3 separate regions of the Mus musculus genome follow, and regions 2 and 3 are each linked to region 1. The links are chromatin contacts, called in public promoter capture Hi-C maps. All regions are on one chromosome and are shown on one strand. Each heading gives the region's core, a stretch centred on a gene start, on an enhancer-like site or on the middle of the called end of the contact. The rest is flanking DNA. Distances are from core to core; before and after follow the strand shown.

Evidence for each region. Promoter capture Hi-C pulls out the DNA fragments that hold promoters and counts their contacts.
Region 2: a promoter capture Hi-C map of liver shows a contact between it and region 1, with 3 times the contacts expected there. The contact joins the promoter of Dnajc25 here to the promoter of Epb41l4b in region 1. A contact is called at or near these places in 2 of 39 promoter capture datasets (both in liver) and 1 of 115 datasets of contacts at active chromatin or transcription factors (pancreatic cancer cells).
Region 3: a contact with region 1 is called in a promoter capture Hi-C map of liver, with 6 times the contacts expected there. The contact joins the promoter of Ecpas here to the promoter of Epb41l4b in region 1. A contact is called at or near these places in 3 of 39 promoter capture datasets (cranial neural crest and liver).

What each region holds. Positions count from the first base shown.
Region 1 is chr4:57,141,638-57,144,697 of GRCm38.p6, forward strand. Epb41l4b (erythrocyte membrane protein band 4.1 like 4b) reads right to left here and starts at 1,519. Exons shown (of 25, transcript NM_001355492.1): 1 at 1,211-1,519. The coding sequence starts at 1,516. LOC108168956 reads right to left here and starts at 3,014. Exons shown (of 2, transcript XM_017320489.1): 1 at 2,969-3,014; 2 at 1,621-2,354. The coding sequence starts at 3,014. The coding sequence ends at 1,621.
Region 2 is chr4:59,001,706-59,004,765 of GRCm38.p6, forward strand. Dnajc25 (DnaJ heat shock protein family (Hsp40) member C25) reads left to right here and starts at 1,488. Exons shown (of 4, transcript NM_001033165.3): 1 at 1,488-1,852. The coding sequence starts at 1,526.
Region 3 is chr4:58,911,331-58,914,390 of GRCm38.p6, forward strand. It overlaps Ecpas (Ecm29 proteasome adaptor and scaffold), which reads right to left and starts at 1,419. Exons shown (of 49, transcript NM_172381.3): 1 at 1,146-1,419. The coding sequence starts at 1,167.

The sequences.
Region 1 (3,060 bases), core at 269-2,768:
CTCCTATAGAGCACAGGAACCACAAAAATGAAACTACCATAAATTGAAGCTGTCTCCAAATTAACCCACAGGAAGCAGCATTAGAGCCTAGGCTAGCGAGGCTGATTTTTCCCATCTGAAACCCTTACAGGTTAAGTGTTCTCTCCTTAAATCCAACGAATTCCTACCACCCAGTTACAGACTGTCCGGAGGCCTAAACACTCCGGACAATCTGTAACTCATCTAAAGCTCAATTACTGCGGTGTCTTCAGTCATGCCCAAAGATTCCCGAAGGCACCGTCTGCCGCAGCGCAGTGGGCGCCCGTTAGTGCAGCGTTTGATAGGATCTGACTGGCCCCTTCGGCCAAAAAGGCTCTTTTGGCGGCTGGACTCCCTGTCGGAGACACTGGCGCTGGCCTAGCTTGCCACTGGAACTGGGCCCGGGTGCAACCACCTGTGGGTGTGTGAACCGGACGCAGGCCCTGGTGCTGCCACCCCGGGATGCCCTGAACGAACCACGCAAACTGCCGGGTGTGGGAGAGAGTGGGTAGGCCAGTCCAGAGGGGACCGGGGCCAACTCCCAGCACGCCAAGGCTTATCTCTCCGTTCAAAGCGGACCTGGCCTGAGTTGGCTCCCAAGTCGCTCCACTCCCTGCGAGGTTGTGAGCCAGGGAGCACTTTGGGATAGGCTCCCTATGGGGGCCATCCACGGGGAATCGGGAGAAGGCAGAGCGGCAAAACTGTTCCCTAAGCCTCTTCCCAAACTTGGGGCACCTGCTGAGCAGCAGGCAAGGATTTCTTCTCCACCAAGGCCTGATACCCAAAGCGGGATACCCCGGAACAGCCCTGCGTCGCTTGAAAAATTCTACTCAATCCAGCAGCCGAAGGCCAACATTGGCAGGGAATGCCAGCCACCTGCGCCAAGGGGAGGGGACGTAGGGACGTGTGCATGGGATAGCATGGGGTAGGAGTGAGGCACAAAAATCCTAGGTGGTCGCCAAAGAAGGGCGCCGCAACCCTGCGGTTGCAAGGTGCCAAAGACTGGGCCCCAGAGCATACCCGGGCTGGTGGTCTGGGAGGGTTCATGGCTGGGGAAGATTGGCAGAAGATGGGGGAGGGGTCCCCAAAAAACAGCCCGGGTAGCTTCCCAGAGAGAAAGAAAGACTGGGACAGGGGGTTCTGACCCAAGCAGAGCAGGCTGCTAGTGCCCCGCACGCGCCGCGTCACTCACCGGCAGGTCCACGCTCACTTCGGTTCCGTCGAGCAGGAAGACACGGCAGTAAAGGGTGGCCTTGGCAGCTCCCGAGGCGGAGATGTGCACAGCCGCGCCGCCGGTGAGCAGGGGCCCGCCGCCGGCCGGGAATACGCTGCCCCCGGGCGCGGCGGGCAGCACCGAGGAGCTGGCGGCGGCAGCCGGGCCCCCTCGCGGCCCCCCGTCGCGCTCGTCCCCCAGCCCGGCGGCCCCGCGCCCCGCCGCGCCCCGCGCGTAGCGCTGCATGGAGCGGCGGCCAAAGGTCCGGCGCAGGAACCGCAGCATCCTGGCCGGGGGCGCCCCCTGCCTCCGCCCCCTGCGCTGCCGCCGCGCCGCCGCCCGGGAGCGCCCGGCGCCGCCGTCAGTGCCCGCCGCGCCGCGCCGCCTCCCGCGGGCTGCGGCCCGGGGCTCGCTCCCGCCCCAGCCGAGGCCGCCGCCGCGCTCCGGCCGCCCGCGGGACGCGTCGGCCGGGCCAGCGCCCGCCGAGAGTAGCCGCGCGGGAGAGAACGCGCACAGGCGGCCCGGGGGACCGTCCCGCTGCTGTCGCCGCTGTCGCTGCCGCGCGCTTGGGGCGGTCGGTCGGTGCCGGCTGCTGCGTGGCCGCTGCCCCGCGAAGAGCGCCGCGGGGGGACCCGGCTGCGGGCTGCTCCCGCGCCGCGCGCCGGCCGAGGGCCAGCCGGAGCAAAGCGCCTGCGTGCTCCCGGCGCGCTCGCTCCCACTCGCGCCGCGCCCGGCCCGAGGAGGCCCCCGCCGAGCGCCCGCTCCCGGGGCGCCTTTTCCTGCGCCCGCAGCCCCCGCCTCCCACCTGGGAGGGCTGCACCTCCAGCCGCCGCCGCCGGCACTGCAGCACGCCCTCCTCCCCCGGGGCTGCGCCGGGCTTGTGCTGCCCCCTGCCGGCCCGAGCGCCCCCTGCTGCTGTAGGTGCGCTCACGTGCGTACACGTAGGTGAGCACACACGTGTTTCCGGGCGCGCAGGACCCCCTAGAAGTCCAAGAGTTCCTCCTGCTTGACCAGATGAAGAAAATAAGACTGTCTCCTTCCAGGGAAGTCTTACCCCTAGGGCAAAGAAAAACACGGCTCTTTCTGGAAGAAAAACAAAAACAAAAACAAAACACCAACCGTACTCAGTTTCTCCTTCTGCAGAAGTGGAGTAGGCGACCTAGAAGGTCCCTGCCACTTAATGAAATTCTATCTGCTTAAAATCTCAACCCTGGCTGGAGCTTTAACCTGCCAGTCCAACGGACCCGTTCCAAACAAGAAAATTGAGGCCTGCGAGGAGGGGAAGTACTTTTCCATACTCCTTTGGAGACACCCTGCTTCAAGGACCTCGCCCATGCCCAGAATTAAGGAAAGGTCCTGCATAAGCTATTGCTACTGAGAAGGTTGGTCAAGGTTGGACAGACTCCTGGGAAGCGAAGCAGAACATAAGAATGAATTGCATAGGGCACATGGAGCAAACTGGAGACAGCGAATTGCTAACAATCAATGCCCACAGGTTCAGGGTTTGCCCACAGACAAGTGAGTTGTCCTGTGTTGCAGAAAGGAATGTGGGAAATGAAGCTGAAAGGAGGCCAGGCCTTTGGGGAGAATAACACTACTGTTTATCAGGCCCTAATTTTGTGCCAGACATTACGGTAAGCCCTTTCCATATGTCTTAATTTAGCCTGTTAGCGTACAGGTTATTACCTGGATCATACAAAGGAGGAAACTGAGCTTTGGAGAGCTTAAGAGACTGACATACAGACTCATTGGGCTCCAGAGCTACTGGTGGAGCTTGTAACATGGTTGGCAAGCAAATGACAGTTTAAGAAAGAGTTGGGGAAGCAGTG
Region 2 (3,060 bases), core at 238-2,737, 1.9 Mb after region 1:
GGTGAGGGGGAGCAGATGTGGGCTTTTGAAAAACTCAAAAGCCTACCTCCAACAAGACCATCTCTCTCAAGTCTTACCAAGAATCCCCTCACTCCCTGGCTACTAAGCATTCAAGTATCGGAGCCTGTGGCAACCATTCTTATTCAAACCACCACAGTGTGAGTACTCGTCAAACCTGCAAATGTGACTATTAATAGAAACTCCCCGTCTTGAAAGAGGTATTGGTATTTTGGCTCACTTTGAATTTATTTGAAATGAAATAATTGAGGTTTATAGAGGCTAAAGTCCATGTTGATACTAGAAAAATTTAATTGTATTCTTCCTGAATATCTAACATTGTCTATCAAATCTTCACTTGGTGTACAGACCAATCCCAATGGATAGATCCCTATCTATTAGTTGTTAGCCAGTTGCCATCATAGACCTGGGAAACTATAAAGTCAGTCATGTGGGATATACTGGTCATTCATTATCAACCCGACTGGATTTAGAATCACCATGGAAACACATCTCTGAGTGTGTGTGAGGCTGTTTTCCAGAAGGGTGTAACTGAGGTAAGAACAACATGGACACATCACCATCATACATAGTGAGGCATTGGATCAAATAAAAAGGAGAAAATAAATTTGGCACCCTTTTCATTCCTTTATTCTAATTTCAGATAATGTGTAACTAGCAACTTTGTTGCCAGGCCTTCTGGACTGTGGGGGCCGTATTCCCTAGAACCCTAAACCCAAATAAATCCTTCATCTTTGATGTTGCTGCTTGCAGGTATTTGGTCACAGCAACAAATAAATTACACATTTAAAAACTGTGGTTTATCTGAAATTTAAACTTAATGGAGCACGTCCTCTCCCCACTCCACCTCCTGATTTCCCTGGAGGCATTTGCAAGATCTTAAGCTGTATTTTGATTGTCACAATTAGGGATAATGGTGTTACAGGCACTTTTGTGGACCGTATGGGGGTACTACTAAACGTTTTACATCCTCCGGGCAAATAATTGTTTGCTCTAAAATATAAATAAGCAGAGAAACAGAGAACAAAAAGGCCACGGTCTTTCAGGGCTCCTGGGAGAGAGACAGTGCAATTGTCTAAGTTCATCTTCAGTTTGGGTTAGAGGGGGGGCAATGTCCAGGCCTGGAGACAGGATGCCAGTGCCCAGAGTTCCTACGGCAGCGGATGAAGTAGCGAGGTCGAGAAGGTGGCGTGTGGCTAGTCCTGCGTGTGGACTGTGCCGCACTAGGCGGCTAGGAGCGCTTCAGACAGACAGACACCTACCCCTGCCTCAGAAAAGACCGCTGAGCTACTAAGACTACCAGGCTCCACAACACACAGAAGCCGCCCGAGGCTAAGGCGTCCTTCTCTCCTAGCAACGCGCGGGGACGGAAGTGGCTGCGGCGCCACGCCCCCTGCGCCTGCGCACAGGCGCGGCCTGCTGACGTGGACCGGGCTGCGGGGCCGAGCCCGGCGCCGAGGAGAGCAGCCGCGGCCGCTGTGCTGGCAGAGCGGCGAGCGAGGCGGGGATGGCGGCGCGGCTCGCTTTGCGCGGGGGACCCGGGGCTGCCGGCCAGCGCCCATGGCTGCTGCTGGCGCCGCTGCTGCTGGTCCCGCTGCTGGCGCGGCCCGCCGAGGCCCTGGTGGAAGGGCTGTACTGCGGCACGCGCGACTGCTACGAGGTGCTGGGCGTGAGCCGCTCGGCCAGCAAGGCGGAGATCGCGCGGGCCTACCGTCAGCTGGCCCGGCGCTACCACCCAGATCGCTACCGGCCCGAGCCCGGGGACGGCCCCGGGGGCGCGCCGCCGAGCGCCGAGGCTTTCCTGCTAGTGGCGACCGCCTACGAGACGCTCAAGGTGAGGCTCGCGGGCGCTGATGGGTGGCTGGGGATTTGGGTCTCCTAGCCGGGTGATCAGGTCCTCTACGACCCCAGCACACTGCTGCCGCCTGGACTTTTAGGAGGTCCACGTTTCCCACGTGGCCGTGGAATGAGCCACCTTGGCCCGCTAGCCAGCATGGCCACCTCCTCGAGGACAGTTTTGGAGGACAGCCAGTTCTGTTTTTGGACAGTTGTTATGCAAAGCTTTGCACTTATTTTATTTTTGGTGTAAAAAGCATTCTGGTTACTTGAGGTGCATGCTCGGAAAGCAGGGTGATTGTCAGTGCTAGGATCTGAGATAGGACATAGAACAGAAAAGTCTGAAATACTGAGTATTAACAACTGATCATGCCAATTTGATAGGACAGAAGTTTGGCCTCTGGGATAATGTCAATAATGACATTTATCTAGAAGCGCGCGCACACACACACACACACACACACACACAAACAGCGAACTATCAGTCCGAAAACTGGACTGTGACTTTTGGCTCTGACAACTCCTGAGTGACCTTGGATAGTTGTTTCTGACTTGGGGCAGAAGATTGAGAATTCCTAGTAGGAAAATAATTTTTGGACGTGTGTAGTGATCTGACAAAGGCTTTATTGCCTGCTGTGCATGTAGGAGGATTTAGCTTGACCCCCTTTTCTTTGATTACTGCAGTATATGTAAAAAAAAAAATCACCTGTTATGTCATGCTTGAGGGAGGTATTTCTGTTTCAAGAGCCCCATCGGAAGACTGCAGCGTCAGTCATAGCCGTGTTTCCATCATAGCTGTGTCTCTTTCCTAGGTTTTTGTTGTTGTTGTTGTTTTGTTTTCCAGCCTTCTTGTAATGACTACTTTGGATAGCTGTATTACCATTAATGGTGGATTAGTCCTCCAGATTAGCTTTACAGAGTTGGCAATTCGGAGTCAAATTCCCTTTCTTTCAGGCTTAGAGCAGTTTGATGTTTGGAGCTATTAAGACTGTACTTCACTGACTAAATTCTCACCAGCTAGTGAGAGTACAGTTTTTGTTGGCACTCAGTTGAGGTATGGGCGAGCAGTTAGAAAGAAATTTGAAGGCTTAGTCCCCATTATTAGAGGAATGAGTGATTGAGAGAACAGGCTTCAAAAAAACCAGAAAGAACTTGCTCCCCCTGGAACCACTCAGCACATGAACCCCAAACTGTTTGCTGAGGAAC
Region 3 (3,060 bases), core at 169-2,668, 1.8 Mb after region 1:
TATTGGCCTTTACAGCTTCAACCTGAAAGTCATCTCCCATCTGTGACCTTTCTGCCGATTCCTTGGAGGTGCGGGAAAGGCAACCCTCTCCCCTTCCCCAAAGCTCCACGTCCAGAATTCGCCCGTCAGTCAGAATCAAGGGACATGCGGGGGGTCTGACGGAACGGACGGGTGGACACAGTCCGACCTGGGGGCGACAGGCCGCGCGCCAGCTCCGGTAGCAAGCCAGGGGCCCGGGATCCCCCCAAAGCCCGGGCCGAAGCAGATTTCGAGCAGGGGTAGCTAAGCCCGGGGCTCTGGTTTCAATTTCACGACGTGACATTGCAAACCTGCGGCCTACGAGCGCCCGCGGCGGCGGCCCGCGCCTGTTCGCCCGCCCTCCCGCCAGGCCTGAGCCCCGGAGCCCCGTGCCGAGACCACCGCACACCCACTTGCCCGGCCCCGCGCCCCCCCAGCCTCCCGTGTCTGGCCGGGCCCAGCCCCGGTCCTGCGTGGAGTTAAATCCCGCTCCCAGCTGCAGGCTCCGCGCCGCACTTACTCAGCTCGTCCTGGGAGGCGGAGGCGGCGGCCGCAGCCATGTTGCGCCCGGGAGCGAGCGAGGGAGGGGCGGGCGGGCGGCCGGCGAGGGGGGCTCGCGGCCGTCGCCGTGCCGTGCCGTGCGGTGCCGCGCCGCGCCGCGCCGTGCCGCAGGGGCCCGGAGCCGCCTCGGGTCTCTCACGCGGGCCGCGCTGCGCCCTCGAGGCCCGCCCGCTGCCTGCGTCCTCTGCGCTGCGAGCGTCGCTCTCGCCGCGCCTCGCGAGCTCGCGACTCGGGAGCTCCCTCTCAGCCTCGCGCCTCGGAGGAGCCGCTGCCGCCCGTGCGGCCGAGTGACCGCGCGGCGGCTCTTCGGCTCGGCGCCCGGCTTGCTAGCCTCACGCCGGCTCTTATATTTAGAAAGAGCTGAGCCATCCTCCCCCCTCCCCCTCCGCCTCCGCCGGCCCCTCGCGCGCCCGCTCGCCCGCCCTCGCTGCCTCGCTCGCGCCGCGTCCTGCCCACCTGCCGCCGCCAAGCTTCCCCGGCGCGGAGCGGGAGACGCAGACGCGGCGGGCCAACCCCTGGACCTGAGCCTCATTCCCTCAGCCGCACGCAAGCACGCGGCCTCTGACCTGAGTCGGAGCCGGTCTCCATAGCCCGGGATGCTGCGGCGACCCAGCGAGGTGGAGGACGGGCCGGGCCCGAGGAGACGCGCGGCCGCTCCGGAGGAGCCTGCGTGCGGCCGAGCGGAGCCGGGCTGTCCTGGCTGCCGCGGAGAGCTTCCCCGCCCCGGGCTGTGGCGTTAAAGGTCTGCGGCTGTCACGTCCGCCTGGTCGGAGCTGGAGGAACACGCGCCCGGACGGAGGAAGAGACGCGGACTCGGAAAAGTAGAGCGGGGCTCGAATCGGAGGAGGAGGAGGAGGAAGAGGAGGAAGCCCCGCCCTGCGCCTCGCGCCCAACTTCTCGGCCGCCGCGCTGACTCAGGCCGGGCCTCCGAGCAGCCCCGAAGTTAAAGCCCAGAGGGACCTGCACCGAGGGCTCACCCTGGGGGATGCTCCCCTAACGTTAGCCTCCCGAGCGAGCTGCGAGCCAGGGAAGGGCCGGAAACCACGATATTTGAGCTACCAAGACGTGCTTTAGAGTCCTTCTTCTTAACCCGAGTTTAGTGGCAATCCCAACTTTTAACTTTAAGCCTCTCGTTGGTCCATGAGGTCGTGTACAGCTGCAAAATGGAATTCAAATCAAGGGCTTATATGGTTACTATAAGAACAACCAAAAAAAAAAAAAAAAGAAAGAAATTAGGTGCCAGATCAAAGACATTTTTAGAGGAAAAGAAAATAATCGAGACCCTAAATGAACTGAAGTTGCATATATTCCCGCAAAATGGAATCCCTAGGGCCCTAGATAATGCCTTGAAATTTGAATACATGCGGCTCCCAATGTAACTTAGGCAAGTACGAGATAGCAACAAACACTGACCATGTTACTTCCTGTATTAATTTTACATTTACAAAGAAAGTTACATTATCTTTGTCATTATCATAAAAATAAGAGTCCTTCCTCCTAGTTCAGCTACCTCACCCATCTCACACCCAAGAGAAAAATTATTAAATGTAGAATTTGTTGATGCTTCAAGACCTAGTTCTGCACACATGTATAGCCCCAGGTTCAGTTTGGTTCATAGTGATAAAACTTGGATATGGTCTCTCTCTCTCTTTCTCTCTTTCTCTCTCTCTCTCTCTCTCTCTCTCTCACACACACACACACACACACACACACACACTCCTTCCCTGCTGCTTGTTTTGCCTAATGCTGGACTTTGGGACAATAATTAGATCCTGAGAGTCTGGCCTAATCAGAGGTTAATACTGATTGCACAGCTCCATTGCCCATGGAAAAGCAGGAGGTGGGGCTAACTGAAGGAAGTATATCACTGGAGGTGTGTTCTTAGGGACTGTGTTGCAATGGCCTCTTCCTGTCATTGCTGTCTGCTTCGTGTTTGCCGTGAGAGGGGCTGCTTTATTTCATCACACACACCCTGCCACGTGTCCAGCCCCACCTCAAGTCCACAGCAATGGAACCAAGTGACCATGTACCACACCTCTGAAACTGTGAGCCAAATACAGTTTTGTTTTTTTACTCATTTTAAATGGTCATAAACTTGTCACAGTGACAGAAAAGCAAACACAGGTGGAGTCCAGGTTCTGGGTAAATGTTTTCAACCCCCACAAACACTTTCACTATTAATTGGAAGAACTACATTACCATTTGTTAATGACTTAATAGTATATGTACCTTCTCCCCAGCCCCATTCCCATATCCCCAATCTCACCCTACTCTCCAGATTGACTAACTCCAGACTAACTCCACCCTCTCCCTCCTGGGGACTTGAAACTGACTAGATTTGTATAGTGCTCTGAGCCTCAGTGCTTTTTTAGTGGACATTCTTGCTCTTTGGTTTGGCATTTCTTCCAAAATAAATGCAATGACCATTTATAAACAATACTAAAGTACAGAAATGTCTCTCCACCCCTCCCAGTACCATTG